Linked DNA regions of Pelodiscus sinensis: region 1 is linked to region 2. Evidence: chromatin contacts called from public Hi-C data. All regions are on one chromosome and are shown on one strand. The core of a region is the stretch at or near the end of the contact, and the rest is flanking DNA. Distances in the headings are between cores, read along the strand shown.

Region 1 (2,700 bases), core at 195-2,694, 170 kb after region 2:
AAAAGCCCCGATCGCGAAAATGATGATCGGGGCTTTTTTCCGGAAAAGCGCGTCTACATTGGCCACGGACGCTTTTCTGGAAAAAGTGCTTTTCCAGAAAAGCATCCTGCCAATGTAGACGCGCTTTTTCTGGAAATACTTATAACGGAAAACTGTTCCGTTTTAAGCATTTCCGGAAAAGGGTGCCAGTGTAGACATAGCCTTCGGCACTTATTATCCTACCCACTAGTCATGTAAACCCTTTCCTAGAATATTAGTTTGTTCCTCACATTGCTCCCAGAACTCACCCTCCCCCCCACCCATTTGGTTCAGGGGATCCCAGTTTAAATGTCAAGTCACTATAATTTTCACCAGTGATTTCTGTATTAATCCCATCCTCTCTGACCTGCAGCATGAACTCAGAGGTCAATAGGGTGTGGAGAGAGCAAGCCAAATTACAAACAAAGGCAGATCAAAACATGGGAGTGACACTCAGCCACAAGTGTAAACGCAATATGCCCCCTTTCCAATACGTATGAGGTGAGTTTGCGGCCTCATGGACACCAGCAGGGTACTGCGATGGGAGGACTGACTGCATCTGGGGGTGTGTCTACACAGCACCCTTAGCTAGAAATAAACTACGCAATGTGCGGAGTGCAACTGGCGTAGCTTATTTCAAGTGTATTTCGAAATACTTATTTTGTAGTCTGGAGCGCTCTATACAGCGCCAAATTTCGAAATAACTCGTTATTCCGAAATGCCCTGTAACCTTGGCTATGTCTAGACTGCAGGCTTCTTTCGAAAGATGCTCTTTCGAAAGCATCTTTCGAAAGAGCATCTTTCGAAAGATCGCGTCTAGACTGCAGGCGGATTTTTCAATAGAGGAAATCCGCTTTTTCGAAAGAGAGCACCCAGTGAGTCTGGATGCTCTCTTTCGAAGACGGCCTCTTTACATTGAAGAACGCCTTCCTTCGAAAGAGGAACTTTCGAAGGAAGGCGTTCTTCCTCGTGAAACGAGGTTTACCGCCATCGAAAGAAAAGCCGCGTTCTTTCGATTTAATTTCGAAAGAACGCGGCTTGAGTCTGGACGCAGGGGAAGTTTTTTCGGGAAAAGGCTACTTTTCCCGAAAAAACCCCTGAGTCTGGACACGGCCCTTGTGGAACAAGGGTTACCGGGACGTCGGAAAAGGCTGCTTCAATAGACACGGAATAACTATTTTGGGATACAGCTGGTGGCCCGACCCGAGCTAGCCCGGGGACCAGTGCCAGTGAGGATGCCACACTCGGGCTGTACCCGGCTACCCAGCACCCTGGCGCTCCGCGGGGGCAGCTCCCCTGCTTTTGGCACCCCGGCTGGGTGGTGCAGCCCCCCTCTGCTTGGGGGGCGCTGCAGCCTCGTGGCGCCCGAGGCCCGTGCCGAGCTCCCGGAGTTCAAGGCTGCGGCCCGGAGCTGGGGGGCAGGGGGGCTCCGCACGGAATCGCGCCGGCCCCCGCAGGCAGCCTGGCCGGGCAGACCCCGCGCGGCGTGGGAGTGTGAGCCGGGGCCGTGCGCTGGGGTCCTCGGCGAGGGGCGGCCCCTGTGCGCACCGGGGGGGAATCGGTGGCTGCGGCGCGCACGGCTCCGGGGACGCAGCGGGCGGAGGGAGGTGAGCCGGGCCGGGGGAAGGCGACAAGGGGGAGGGCCCCGCCCGGGCCCCGCCCGGCTGCCCCTCCCCTCCGAGCTGCCTGGGGGGGCCGTGGCCCCGATCCTGGCCTGCTGGGAGCCCGGCACCCCCTTCCGCGCAGCCGCCGCCCTGCACGCTCCCCAGTCCCTTCCCGGCGGGGCTGGGTCCCCCTCCCGTTCAACACGCTCCACGGCCCCAGGGCTGGTGGCTGTGTCAGCTCAACCCAAGGGAGCCCCCCCTCGCCCCGCTTGCTTTCCCTGGGGGCTCTGTCCTGAGCTTCCAGGCTGTTGGGCAGCCCTGTGGCACATGGGGTCCGTGCTGGACAGGCTGTAGGGAAAGTCCTGCCCTGCTGTAGCAGGCACCGACCAGACAACAGAAGGGCGAGAGTAAGAGTGGGTGACTGCTCTGAGCTAGGGGGCCGCCCGTGGGGTGGTTTTCCTTGCCTGTTGTGGTCGCCCCGGGAGGGCAGGGGCTGTGTCTGCGCTGGGAGCACAGTGACGGGCCATCAATACAGACACAGAAGTGGAGAGCCCCAGTGGAGCCCGCTGTCCCCGGCTCCACTGGGGCTCTCCACTTCTGTGTCTGTATTGATGGCCCGTCACTGTGCTCCCAGCGCAGACACAGCGGCAAGTTCTGTTGCTGCACATCCTGGTTCCCCTGGCCAGGCTGGTGCAGCTCCTTGGATTCCTGGCCGTGGAGGGGGTAGGGCTCAGAGCCTATGAGGGGGGCGGGAGGCGAGACCCATGGAAGGAATGCAGAGTTCCAAGTCGGTTGTAAAGGGGATTCCCGTCTCATGCTGGTGTCTCTGGTTTCAGACCTCGGAGGTGCTGGGAGGCATGGACTATGAGTGCACAGAGGCTTCACGGGGCACCACTCATGGCAGACAGCCCTGCAGGAGTGCAGCTGTGCCTTAAGCTGGCGAAGGAAAAGGGCCGGATTAGCCTGCCCGGGGAGCGCCCATGGGTGGATGGCTTTAGGGACCAGACCCAGCCTGTTGAGAACAGCATGACGGTGGAGCGCAGCCAGGGCGGGGCAGCGTTTGGCAGAGTCTTTGCTG
Region 2 (2,712 bases), core at 41-2,540:
ATATCTGGGTTCAAGAATTAATTAGATACAACCATGGAGGATAGATCCATCAATGGTTATTAGTCAAAATGGTCAGGGATGAAGCCCCATGTTTTGGGTGTCAACCAACCCTCTGACTCCCGTAGCTGTAACTGGCCAACTGGGGATGGATCACTCAATAAACTGCCCTGTTCTGTTCATTCCCTCTGAAACATCTGGCGCCACCTACTGTTGGAGGATAGGCTATTAGGCTGGATGGACCATTGGTCTGACCCAGTATGGGCAGTCTCGTGTTCTTACATTCTTACACTGGTCATTAATATCATTGTAAATGCATGTTGTACCCTAATTTGTGAAGTTCTGAGTTCCCTCTGCATAATCTTACTAGAAGATGTGTAAGAAGACAGCCAAGGGAAAGGTGATAAGCGTGTCCATGCTAGACAAAGAAATGAGGATTTACCTGAGTTTATATCCAAGGTGGGCAGCCTGGAGGCCTCATGAGGCCCATTGGGGTTCTATGTGTGGCCTGTGAGACATTTTGTTTACTGTTGCCCACACACAAGGTTGCCAGGTGCCTCTGGTTTTTCTATTGGTATTGCTAAATGACACACACATAGAGCAAGGGCACATGAAGTGAGCATATTGCATAGCAGGAATTGTGTACCTTACACCGACCTGCCCAGTCTAATATAGACCAGGCCTCTGAGCCCTAGTCTACACTAGGGCTTTATTTCGAAATAACCCCCCTTAGGTCGAATTAATAAGCGGAGCGTCCACACAACCAAGTCGATTCTTTCGAAATAACGGACCGCTTGTTTCGAAATCAGCACTCCTGCTTTCCTCGGGGAATAACGCTAATTTTGAAATTGTTTTTTCAAAATAGCGGTAGTGTGTCCACTCTGGTTCTGCTATTTCGAAATAACGACTCCCCTGGGTAATTTGAAGTAATTCTGGAGCTCTAAGTCGAGTAGTGCGTCCACATTAACAGAGCCTGATTTTGACTCGTCCCCATAGTGAGGACACGCTATTTCAATTTTGTTGCTTTGGGAGTTATTAAATTAATTGGAGTTATTTCAAAATAGTTTCCCAGTGTAGCCATGCCCAGAGAGGTATTATTATCCCTCTTTCACAGACTGGGAAGTGAGGGACAAAGGCAAGAAGGGCACCTAGAAACTGTGCATTCCAAATGAATGGATACTCCTGAAAAGCCGAGATCACACAGCAAATCTGTGCCAGAGGCAGGAACAGAACCAAGCCTAACTCACCAGCCTTTTTGCTCATGTTTCCTCTGTCCTGGAGCTCTTTGCTGTCACTGCCAATCCAGACCATTCTAGAGGGAGTCGCCCCTTTGTGATGCGTTGGGATTGCTGCTCTGCAAGGTTCTGCACCCACCTGGCACCGACTGGTGGAGGTGCCATGCTACGCCGTGGAGATCCATGTGCATTATCCCCTCGTGGATTCCAGATCAAATCTGCTAGTCATTTCTTCAACTGCAAGCCCTATGAATATGCCTTGTTAACCCCAGAGTCAAGCTGGGGATGTTCCGTCTGAAGCATCAGTCCCTGTAAGAAAGAGTCAGTAGACCCAACATAGGCCCTCTGCTCGTGCTCCAAGATGCCTTGCTGCCAACAGAACAATGCAAGGAGTATGCACTGTCAATCTGGAGAGGCAGCTGAAGGCAAGTCCCAGAAGGACAGGGAGATGAAAAAGGAAATGCCAGGCAGCTGCAGAACGGTGAATTCCACTGCAGAAATGCTGACTCCTGTGCAGAAATACATCGGGCTACACTCATCTTGAGCATAACCCTATTATGGCATTAGAGTGAGGATGAATCTGGTCTATTGCTATTTCTGCCCTTGGCTGGAAACAAGAACTACCAGAAATGCCCCAGTTTTATGGGCCCTTTCTGGTAGTTTGGCAAAAGCTCAGATAAGCCACCAAACGTAGTTTCTTATCAACCTGGACCTCCAAACTTTCTGAGGTTCTCCTCTCGTGAATACAGTACATACATAAAAGCAGCAGGCTCTCTCTCCCCTGCATACCAAACCTATACAATTTATTTATAACTTACAGAGTGTCTTGTCTGAGCTTTGAAGCACAGCAAGGATTTGGGTAAATGAATTGGACTATGCTGTGAAACAGAATGCTTACCGGCTGACAATCTATACATCATGTTAAAATGCAGGCCAGGATACCCTGAGAATGTTCGTGTGAAAAACTTGAAAAACAACAAATAGTCTAGTAGCACCTTAGGGTGTGTCTAGACTACATGCCTCCTTCGACGGAGGCATGTAGATTAGCCAGATCGGAAGAGGGAAATGAAGCCGCGATTAAAATAATCGCGGCTTCATTTAAATTTAAATGGCTGCCCCGATCTGCCGATCAGCTGTTTGTCGGCAGATCGGGGGAGTCTGGACGCGATGCCCCGACAAAGAAGCCTTTCTTCATCGACACAGGTAAACCTGGTTTCACGAGGCTTACCTGTGTCGATGAAGAAAGGCTTCTTTGTCGGGGCATCGCGTCCAGACTCCCCCGATCTGCCGACAAACAGCTGATCGGCAGATCGGGGCAGCCATTTAAATTTAAATGAAGCCGCGATTATTTTAATCGCGGCTTCATTTCCCTCTTCCGATCTGGCTAATCTACATGCCTCCGTCGAAGGAGGCATGTAGTCTAGACACACCCTTAAAGACTAACAAAACATGGAGATGGTATCATGAGCTTCCGTGGGTA

Evidence for each region. A called contact is a pair of places that touch in the nucleus more often than the background predicts.
Region 1: a Hi-C map of blood shows a contact between it and region 2, with 10 times the contacts expected there. The contact joins the promoter of LOC142830619 here to the promoter of RGSL1 in region 2. A contact is called at or near these places in 4 of 5 Hi-C or Micro-C datasets (blood, liver and an unstated tissue).

Annotation. Positions count from the first base shown.
Region 1 is chr9:58,177,481-58,180,180 of ASM4963464v1, forward strand. It overlaps LOC142830619, which reads left to right and starts at 1,445. Exons shown (of 2, transcript XM_075936804.1): 1 at 1,445-1,625; 2 at 2,459-2,700. The coding sequence starts at 2,487.
Region 2 is chr9:58,004,194-58,006,905 of ASM4963464v1, forward strand. It overlaps RGSL1 (regulator of G protein signaling like 1), which reads right to left and starts at 1,291. Exons shown (of 23, transcript XM_075936793.1): 1 at 1,245-1,291. The coding sequence starts at 1,260.